2 separate regions of the Zea mays genome follow, and region 2 is linked to region 1. Evidence: chromatin contacts called from public Hi-C data. All regions are on one chromosome and are shown on one strand. Each heading gives the region's core, a stretch centred on a gene start, on an enhancer-like site or on the middle of the called end of the contact. The rest is flanking DNA. Distances are from core to core; before and after follow the strand shown.

Evidence for each region. Hi-C and Micro-C count contacts between places; a contact is called where the count stands out from the background.
Region 2: a contact with region 1 is called in a Hi-C map of leaf, with 6 times the contacts expected there. The contact joins the promoter of LOC100280894 here to the promoter of LOC100275213 in region 1. A contact is called at or near these places in 2 of 25 Hi-C or Micro-C datasets (ear and leaf).

The regions. Positions count from the first base shown.
Region 1 is chr3:189,410,982-189,416,666 of Zm-B73-REFERENCE-NAM-5.0, reverse strand. It overlaps LOC100275213, which reads left to right and starts at 3,597. Exons shown (of 3, transcript NM_001371646.1): 1 at 3,597-3,890; 2 at 3,978-4,041; 3 at 4,302-4,633. The coding sequence starts at 3,636. The coding sequence ends at 4,471. LOC103651060 (Sec1/munc18-like (SM) proteins superfamily) reads right to left here. Exons shown (of 2, transcript XM_008676657.3): 2 at 4,521-5,685. The coding sequence ends at 5,086.
Region 2 is chr3:189,794,626-189,800,310 of Zm-B73-REFERENCE-NAM-5.0, reverse strand. LOC100280894 (serine/threonine-protein kinase NAK) reads right to left here and starts at 2,554. Exons shown (of 5, transcript NM_001371675.1): 1 at 2,417-2,554; 2 at 1,329-2,002; 3 at 364-621; 4 at 134-250. The coding sequence starts at 1,982.

The DNA.
Region 1 (5,685 bases), core at 2,348-4,847:
TTTGTAGAATTCTTCCACTTCATCAAGAGTGTCAAATGACATTCCAACGACGGGCTTGAGTCTCTCTTCCTTGCAATGAGGTACAAACCACGATGACTGCAATGAGATATATTAATGATTTATCAAGTATTCAAGTCAAAGTGCGAGCTCCTGACATTCATGAATGTTGAACAAATTGGATGAGGGACAAAAATTGCTCACCGATGTTGAACTAATTGGATCTTTTTTAGGTGTACTGAATCCCTCACAAGAGTCAGCATGACACGAAGCTTGAACAATACCATGGACAGAACGGTTGGGCTCCACGGATGCACCGGCTTCAACAAGAGCGGTGAGTTGAAAGGGAGCAGGGTCCATGGCGTCCACGCTGCTAGTAGGGTCGTCTACCCGTCGCGCGTCCATGACGTTAAGAAGCTCCATCAAGCCACCACGGTTAGGGCATGCCGGTGGCGGCGGCGCCATGTTGCAGTGTCCTCGGGCCCGGCGATGAGCAGGTGGCGGCGACAGGTGTAGGCTCTAGCGGCGACGAGAACGGCGTTCGGCGAGGGCAGCTGCAGACTGGAACGATGTCGGCGTCGACTCCAATGGTGGCTTCGTGGTCCTTCTACGAGAAGCCAATGAGTCTGGTCTGTTTGCCGTTTGGGGAAGAAGGAGAGCGGGGGGTTTTTGCAAGAAATAATCCACATCACATGACAGGCTGCGGGGGGTTAAGTGTTAAAGTAACGGTGACCATCGGATCGTGGTTGGAGGGACAGGATGGGAGATGTGCATATGTGCACAGCCGTAGGCATGTGCATAAGATACGCTGCCTTCATCTTTTGCCTCCCTTTGCCGTCCAGCTCACCATGCGTGCCTCGGTGCCTGTGCTCCGGTTCTATATGTTATTTCGCGGTCGTATTATTCTAAATTTTTATTTTAAGGATTGGTTTGGGAACAATATTTTTCTAAAAAAGTCATATTTTTTAAATAGAAAATGAACTAATTTTTCTAGAGAAAATAAAAATTTCTTTAGAAAATAGGGTTCCCGAACTAACCCTAAATAGATATTCTATCCTTATCATATACCACAATTCTTTACAATCATACTTATTACTCTGTACCTTAACTAGCATCGCGGTCTCCGGACCACTCTTAGCCAATCATAGACCAAAATGCCACATCGGAGAGAGATTTAGAGTACAACTGTAAAGACTCTATATATGACGTTCTTGCTGTCTTCCATGCGTTTAGGGTGTCCGTCGAGGTACTCCTGCAGTAGTTTCTTACTCCATATGTAGTTATATCCTCATAGCGTGTTGTTTAGAGTTCCCCAATGCGGACATTAGGGTATGTGCAACCCCGAGACTTGTTGAGTTTTCTAAGTATAAAAGACAGTTAAGAGTCTGTATAATACAAACCTGAGACACTGTATCATAAATAAAGCTAAGAGACAATATATAGAAAGTCAGGAAAAGACGGACACTTCGCGAAGAGCTTATCTCTTGTATTTTTTTTCTTCAGATAACCGTTTAGATACCCACTCAAGAAACCACAAATTAAATGATGTTGTACATGCTCTTACCACTTTACCAGTGTTGTGCGATACATATAGTTCATTTAATTTCTTCTTGGTCGTTGCCAACTGCCATTCCAGTGTAACAGTGCTCCATCGGATCGGAGGCTGTTTAATTAGCAACAAAATATTCTTAGCCTCTCGCCATTAATCTCTAAGAAACACCACAACTTCACAAAAACAGTATGCATTGCTTCACAGTATCCTCTGAGCCCTGACGGTACGGTGTCCGTCCTTTCTTGTGTCGAAATTATATGGGCTTTGCCTCGTGTTTCTCCTAATAACCCATAAAACAGAATTTTTAAAAAGGTCTACTTATACATGAGTTTAATTAGCATTTGTTTTAAGAATTACAAAAACAGTGTGCACATTGAAGCAAAGGGTAGGGCCAAAAATGAACCGAGCTCGGGTCGGTGTAGCTCGGTCATATAGCGAGCTGAGAAATTAGGTTTGGCTTAGACTCGTTCAGGCTCGCTATCCGATCGCGAGCCATCAAACTAAGTCTCATTTAGAACATAAATTGTATATTTTTATTGTATATAAAATAAAAAATATATGTACCAAAAATTTATCAACATATTTTAAACTACGTATATAGCATTGGGTCCATAAAAATAAAAAAAACATAGCACTGTATGATTAGTCTGGCCCAGGTGAGCTCGAGCGAACCTCCAGCTGTTTTTTTCCCCTGCCATCTCTTCTCAGCCCCCACTCCCCACACAGCAGTTCACGATAAGACAGAAAAAGGACCGGCAACTGTTCGCCGGCGGGGCGTTGTGTGACGTTGATTCGATCACAAGGGCCCTGCGGGAGACCAACGAAAGGCCATGATTGTTTCAGCATCGATGCTGCTGAATGCTACGACGATCTCTGATGGGGGATGGAGTCAATCAAGCGGAGACATTGCTACGAGGCAGGCCATCATGGAGATTGTGGCAACTGAGGCCCACCTGCCCAAATGTTTTCCGTGTGACCCCCCTCGCTCACTCATCAGCAAGCTTAGCATATATGCACAACTGTTCATTAATCAATACATTGAAAAAGGCTGCACGCAGCCCGTGTTCTTTTGATCCGGAAGGTCAGAGGTATTAGCAATCAGTGTCCGGCATCCAGACACTACGTACGCACGAGTAATTGGAGATCCTAGATTAGAATAAACCACCTAGAGAGCTTGATGCTTTCTAGAGCTGAACTCATCCAGGTTAAAAGCAAAGCCAGGACTTCTCGGGGCTCTATGTCAGATTGTCAGTGTTGCACCTTGTACTGATCGGGAGACAGCCAGGCCAAGCAAAGTAGATAAACAAACCATGTCTACGATTGAGGCATTGATGGTACCGCGCACGGTGCACATGGTTACTTTCAAGCTAGCTAATGCAAGGCGCTATGCACTAATGTCCCCTTCCAGAGAATCATGTGCCCTGTTAATTGGCTTGGCTCAATGCTCTCTAGGGGCAACAACCGATGTTTATATATTGCTGATATATGCAGTTATAGAGAAGAGAGAAAATATGGATATACATGGATAAGATCGTAATTCACAACTAACCCACCATAAATCACAGTAGGGAGACAGAGCTCTCTCTAATATAGAAATAGACGTAACAAACTGCATTTTCATCTAATACCCTCTCAATCACAATAGAGAAACCCTAAGCCCAACACAGCTCAAGTACCTTCTTTTTCCCCTCGTTTATGCGTTATCATGCAGAGTGTTTCTGTGATCCACAAATATCCCTTTCTGTACAGTTCAGGTAAACCAGCCACGCAGCGCCCAGTCGTGAGTCACCAGATCGGGCATGCAACCAGCTTCCTTCTACTTCCTGGGCCACACGCAGCGGTTATTACAGGGAGGCAGACGCAGCGCCCTCGTCACGTCTGAACTCTGAAGCCTGAGCACGCCCACGTCGCACTGGGCCAGAATCTCCCTCTCGTTTCAGCAGGCCTGCTTTGCACCACGTAGCCTTGTTGCCACCACACAACAGCTGACGCGCCGCCGCTGCTTGCTGGTCCTCCATATAGAAAGGCCGGATCGCTGGGCGAACCTGTAAGAACCACTTTCACCTGAACTCCTGAAGCAAAAGCAATGGCCATGAGAGCGCTTCCGCTGACCCCTTCCAGGAGCTCCTCGTTTGGAGCTCACCAAACCAGGCCGAGCGGCGGCGGCCCCAGATCAGTGAGAGCTTATGCGAAGGGAGACGAGGAGGGCGACAAGCAGTCCCTCTTCGGAAGCATCACCGAGGCGCTGGACTTCTCGCAGGTCCGGTCGGAGAAGGACGCCGAGCTGCTGTACGAGGCCAGGGAGTCCACCAGAGGTGGAGGGAGGATGACGAGGGAGCAGGTGTGTATCATGCAAAGCAACTGCGGCTCGATAATGTTATGTTATCATCCGTAATCTGATTTATTTGTTGTTTGATTTGCAATGAAGTACGGAGCACTTAGGCGGAAGATTGGTGGCACCTACCAGGATTTCTTCAAGTCATATGTTGAAGGTATCTTATCTACACCTTTCCCGTGAGAATATTTAAACGCCAAGTGAACAGGCCCGTATATTGCCTACTGGTATTCAGATTAGCACTGCATCACTGAATAATCCGTGTAGTTTTTTTTGGAAACAAGTGTAGTATGATGAAAGATTGAAAGTAGTGTCCACTGAAAATATATTATCGCACACATCCTTTTTTATTCCTAACAAGAGAGAATATCAAGTTATCGACGATTGACGACCAACCAAATTGGTTTCGAATTTCAGTCGACGGGCAATACGTGGAGGAGGGTTGGGTCGACAAGACCTGCAAGATCTGCAAGAAGGACACAAGGGGGGAGCCGAGGCAGGTTGACAAGCTAGGAAGATACGCTCACGTTGCGTGCCTGGAGAACCCCAAACCGACGAACTTTTTCGCCAAAATCTTCGCCAGATGAACTATGCTGCGTCCGTCGAAAGCGTTGTCTCGCTCGCTCGTGGTTAGAGAGTACAATATATAGGTAGTGTTGTTGTGGCTTCAAAGGGGACAAGATTGTGCACAATTTTCCAAATGGATTGGTATGTACTGATGAGCATCAGCGCGTTCCATAGTTCCGACTCCCTCTTCAGTGTATTCAAGTCGACCATGAACCCACGACCCACAAAGATCAAGAACAAACTACTGAAAATATTTAGATAGTTCGACTCCTTCACGACAAGCAAATTAGTAGTACTCTGGAGCAAGGTTTTAAATAACCGGCTATAGCGGTCGATATATCCAGATATATCCATTTTAGCAGCGAAAAGTTACGCCGTTTAGCCCAATATATCCCGATATATCCAGCTATATCGCGATATATCCCGATATTTGCACTTTTTAGAAGTTTGGGGATAAACTCGTTTTCCCACTATTTAGAACACTGCTCTGGAGGTCATCTATTATTAGCTCGTGTTCCTTGTCATAATACAAGAGGAGCTTCCAACTGCAGGCTTATTTATAGAACTGTGGAGCACTTACAAAGCTATTGCGTTTTGCTTACCTAATTATGTAGTTATTTATATAATAATGTGTCTAGATGCCTCTTGCGTTGAGCATAGACAGGTACACCCTGCACCTGACGATAGTGCATCCGATCTTAAAGCCCGGCATCACTGTAAACCCAACACCGATCTTTGCTTCCTCCGCGGTCAGCCTAGCTGGTACGCTTTCCATGTGCTTCCTTTGGAACCGAACGCCGCTCTTGACGAAGAACATCTCGGCCCTTGGTTTCAAGAGGCGAGCAACCGTGAGCAATGCCCAGACAGATCTAGCCATCCTCGCAAATGTCTGGTAAAACTGCGTCCTTGGATGGCCGCCCGCCTCGACAAATGCTCTGTGGTCCAGAGTTCCCAGGAAGGATACCTCCATAGTACTTGGCACAGCAACCAGATACTTCTCCCGGCAGAATCTCCCAAAGGCGGAATTTGGTGACTCCACAAGAGCGTCGAATGGGTCCTTTGAACTCATAACACGGTAGAAGGAATCCATGGAGAAATACTCCTCTTTGGTCGCCGCCAGCATCGCCCGAGCAAAGTAGGCCTCAACGCAATACTTCCTGTGAGCCCTTTTCTCAAACACAAGGGATCTATCGGCTGGAAACTTTGAGCAGTCGAGGTCCCATCCAGCTGAAAC
Region 2 (5,685 bases), core at 1,305-3,804, 380 kb before region 1:
AAGAGAACCCACGCAAAATTGTAGTGTTGATGATACTACTATACTATTGGAAGTCTGGAACCATGAAAAGAAACGAGGCATAAGTTGTGCTGGACAACATAAACTTCTAAATTGCACTCATATAAGAACATACCACAGGTGCATTAGATATCTCCTCGGTATTGAAGCCAACACAACCATATCCTGAAAGCTTAGCAGTGAAACCTTTATCTATTTGGATGTTCAAAGTTGAGAACTCGCTGTACATGGCCTGAAAAACAAATGGAAATATAAATACAAGTTAAGTCAGCGGCTCGGTATTAAAAGCACACCTTTTGTGTGATGCCATAGCCCATAAGACCATAAATCAAGTAGCATGATCACCTGAAAGGGTCCTTCATCATGCAAGAAAGCTAGACCTCTGGCAGCACCCAGGGCAACCTTCAAACGTTTAGACCAGTCCATGAAACGACCATCTGATCTTCCAAAGAGTAGCTTATCTAAGCTTCCATGATAAAGCCGTTCATAGACCAACATCCTTTCATTAGAATCTTCTTTTGCATAATAGCCAATCAGTTTACATAAATTGGGATGCTGAAGCGATGCCAATGTGGTCGCTTGCGTTTTAAACTCCTTCAAACTCTGCAGGTGACAAACAATATATCAATATGTTACATCAGCAGAATAATGAGCTAGATAGTAAATATACAACTTAATACATAAAACTTGATTGACACATCAGCAGACCAGCCTACTGTAGAACACGTAATAATGTCCAATTGATCATTTAGAATTTTTAAGTTATAACAACCATTTCAAGTTAGCTCTGCATTTACTCCAAAATATTTCCTGAGTGGGTTATTAGACCAAAGTTCTCTACATCAAGGAAAGGCACACATTTAAACCTACATGCAATAGAAGGCATGAGATCTCAAAAACCAATCCAAAACAAACATTAACCAGGCCTGGGGTAACATAAGAAATGACTGGAGACAAAACAAAGAACAAATGAGAAAGAGTACATAAAGCATCTTGTAGTAAATAGTAAAGGCAAGATCAACTACATGATTGCTTCAGAAACTTGTTACCTAACCTCACACCTGCTGCGGTCCTAATTAGCATTCAAAAAATGTAATGGTATATTAATTATGGGGCTAGCCTAGCATATGTCAGCACAGTAGGCATTTGACCACATGCCCACAAAATGAATCTTATACTCTAGCCTGAATTCAGATCCTTAACAGAATAATTAATGATGCAAAATTACAGAATGGTATGTCCATGAAGTATGAAACTATGTCATAAATACAGCAGACACATGTTTGAAGATCAATGGCTGAGAAAGGTACCTGAGTGGAGGGGAGTAATCGAGCTACTGTTGCTTCAGTGGTCCTCGTATCAATAAATTCATCTCTAAATGTTGCCTTGTATGATGTTGAACCAAGTGTTTCTGAAACACACTGATCACTAGAAAATCGTTGGCAGGCAGATGAAATCTCCTCATAAGAGAAGATTCTAAGTCCATCACATTTCTTTAGAGGCAATGGGAGAGGGCCAGACATCTCCAATGGCCCGCTTACGTTGCTGGCTTTGAAGCTACCAGAGTTCCTAAAAGAATGTCCTTCGCGTGAAGGAAGAGGAAGGGGCAAAGGATTTGAAAAGCGATGCCCCTTTGTCAAACCTTCCTTATCCCTGGAGTCATCTTGATCTCGGTATTCCGAATATGGAAAGCCAAACTGATCAACCACAATAAGGGCTGATGGAGCAGACAGCACGCGAGCCCTGCTGTTTCTGTTTGAAACTTCATTTGATGACTCGGATATCTTGACCCTGTTCCTAAAACTAGGAGGAGCTGATTGCAAAGATGGCACATGAACTTCTGGCTCCGGAAGTCTAGAGGACGTACTTTCCCTTGCATCAACTGATTTCTTGCTTGGGACAAGAGGATTATCAAAATGGCTTTTCTTCTTCTTGGATCTGAGAACAGTGAAGCAACCCATCATTGGCACAGCTGAGAAAATTCCTGCATAATTTTTAAAAAAATCGAAATGTTATCACATATTGGAAAAAAATAAACAGATCCGTGTTACCCTAACATACTTAGTCAATTTAAACACAAAACTTATGCTATGTATCAGGTATGACATCTACTGAAGCAAAATCCTGAACAACAGACAATGCAAAATGCGTCAAGTTATTACAGATGAAAATTCCTAGCTGAATAATCACACTTCGAAAGTGAACCCATCACCAGCAAAGTAGAGACAGGATGGACCCAGTAAAAGGAAACGGATGAACACATCTACACCCCCGGGTATTTTTTTCAAAACAATCGAAGTAAGTAGGACCTGTAATTAGATCAGATCCGAATACAAATAGTAAGTTAGGGTTTGGGTGCTCGGTTTCGCACAGCGGGAGGGGAAAGTGGCGTCCGTACCTGGTGGTGAACGTCGTCGGCGAAGGGCTCGAACATACAGCTGCGACCGTTGCCCAGTCGTCGCCAAGAGAGACAGGAGGGAGCGCACGCCGGGGGAGGGGGGATTGGAAGAACAAGCAGGAATGGAACGGATGGGAGTATATATAAGCAGATCGGGTCTGCGACTGCGATGTCTTAGTAGTAAATAGTAGTGATTGTCTTCTCATCTATTGTCGTATCTACAATATAAAACAGTATTTTAGATGACTTATATAAATTAACTGCTAGACACAGTCTAATATAATTGGTCAAAGTAACAAGTAATGATATATTTAGATTTTATGTGCTACTGAACTTCAGCAGGGTGTTAAATTTTAGCAGTGATAAAGAATAGACTAAAGTTTAGCATTTTACTTCTATTTGATAGGGGTGCTAAAGAAAAGGAAGAGAACGTTATTGGTTTAGGGAACATTTTTAGCACACTTTAGCACTAAAGAAAGAGCTAATATGCTAATAGATGCTAAACTTTAGCATTGTCATTTTAGTATGTCTGATTAGTTTCATATATTCTAAACATTAGTAAAAGTATATTATGCTAAACTTTAGCTCTGTGAAAACAAACAGTTTCTTACGAAGGTAACGAGGGCGAGGAAAAGTAAACGAAGGTTAAAAGAGCAAATAGAAGAAAAGCCGCCCGGTCAAAAATAGAACGATATTACGAGATAGCTTTTTATATTTCACTCCATTAATCTCTATTATATTAAAGCATTAGTTTCAACGGTCGTTCCGTGTCAATATTTTTCAAAAAAACCTTATATTTCTTTAGAATCAACCTGCACTCTAATAATCTCTTCTCTAACACTATAATAGAAGAGTTTATGTAAAAAATAAGGTAAAATTATGTATAAGTGAATGTTTGAAGCTTAGTTGTTGGCTTCACATTCACACCCAACTAATCAATAGAAAACATATGTTTTGTGCTTTATTAAAACAAAATTTATAATACGTTATATATAAAAACTGTAGCAATGCACGGGCATATGACTAGTTATATTTTAAGTTTCTCTTAATCTAATCTTAGGATTTAAATGTCATAGAGTTTGTATCAAATTACTAGAAATTAAAAAAAGAAAATGTACACTACCAACTACCAAGCAGAATTGACAAGCAGGGAGATCGTAATTTCTAGAGTAATTCTTTCTCTCTGTTGTCAAATAAGATGGAGAAGGATAATATCATAATAATGTATGGCGGATTAAAACGGCATCATATATAATTTGGCAAGGTTTTGTGGAGAAAAATACAAAGGCAACGCGTCCAAATTTCTTGTCACACCAAGACACCATAACTACTAAACATATCTGCTGCGTGCTACAACCATGGTGTCATGAGCTGCCGACCTGCCATGGCAACAAAAATGACTCATGATATACTACCAAATACTCCCTCCATCTTATTATTAATTTATAATTCATTTGACATTTTTTGTCTCAAGTTTAACCGGTCCGACTTAATTATTTTTTGCATAAAAATAAAATAAATCAAAGACATACTTAATTCTAGTAAAAATTAATAATAATTGCGAGACTTTTTAAATAAGATGAGTCGGTCAAACTTGGATTAAAAAGTCAAACAAATTATAAATTGAAACAAAAGGAGTACTATTTTTCCTTTTGTGTAATCTAAGCCCTAGCTATTTGGATTGGGGCAAGTTATAAGAATCTCTTTCCACCCAAATATATTAGATTATATTGTAAATCATGAGACACTGGCATGTAAATCTTGAAATTGCCATAATCCATGAGGAGTATTTTTCTTAGTATATTGATATTTCTAAGTATATAATTGAACTAATCAGCGTCAAGTAAAAAAACGGAGGTAGTATTATCAATGAGGAGTATTTTTCTTTCTTTGAACTTTGAAGTTTAATTTTCTCGTTGGGAAAAGTGGTGCACCTTTGCTTGTTTAGTAAAGAACAGTGGGTTTTGTACTTCTCTTCTTTATTTGGGAATTGGGAACGTATAGTAGTAGGCTATCGAGGTTCCTCTCTTCAATTTTATTTCCTTTGCTGCTAAGATATCACTACCTCGGTGCCGTGAAGAGACAAGCGGCCGGGACGGCTTCCAAATTGTTGACGAGTCAGCTAAGATAGATATCGCTACCTATTCTCCGTTCGTTAAAACAAGGTCTAGCTGAGTAGTGAATACCATTATACCAAAGGAAAAAAAAAAGGTGGAAGCAGAGAAGATTACTTGGCTTTCTATGAAAGGGATCGCGTGCAGGCATCTTTTGTTGAAGTCATTGCTGCGCCGAAATGCCTCTCTTGTTGAACTGAACGGAAGGATCCAAACCTTGGAACACACAACTATCTTTTTTTTCTTCTGGAAATTACTCTCGAAACGCTAGCAGAACAATATGAGATGTTGGTGCAATCGATATGTGTTCGAATGGCGCCAAGAATTGCGCTTAGCACCATTTCATAGGTTTGACCAGCCTTGAGATTAGCTAAGAGCAAGGCTAATAGAAGAATCAACTGAAGGCTCTAAATGTTCTTAGATCTTACCACGTTATTTAGAGTCAACAATAAAATCAATATATATATATATATATATATATATATATAGTAAAAGTTATTTTTAGGTGACTCTAAATTGGAGAGAGGAATTATTTAGATTTGCTGAAAAAAAGAAAGAGACATTCTTAACTCCCACGTCAGGGTGCAAGCATGCTCTTGTTTCTCATAGAATGTGTTGGAATCTGATTCCTTATTAAGCACTCACTTTCTTCTCTCTCATGTGTTCTTATCTTGCCATCTAGGATTTAGGTGACATAGAACTTTATTATACTTGCTCTAAAACGTTTGTTTGCAGTACTTGCAGTTTGCAGCCCAGGCGCAGCTACTAACAAACAAGATTTTTTTTTGGCACCTAACCGAAATCGCCCAGGCGCATCTGACCGTACGATTTAAATCGAAATCACCCAATGACCCAAGTGTTTACTTTTTTGCACTGTTATTTTTTGAAACTAAATACAGTATATTAACAAAATGTAAATGGGAGTTGTACGTCAGACTGACTCCGCCGCCAAATCTAGTGCAAATCTGAATTTCGGCTTTGGCAGAGCTACGAAGGAGGAAGGGCATAATAGTTTCAGCAGAAATTTCTGCAAGGAAAACGTACTGGTTTTCAGAATAGAATTTTCCACGGAGCGGTTCTGAGAAGAGAAAGTCCAAGCGAGGCGCATGCTCGCCGCGAAACGAAGGAAAAGTATCATCCGAGGACTCGGGTGCA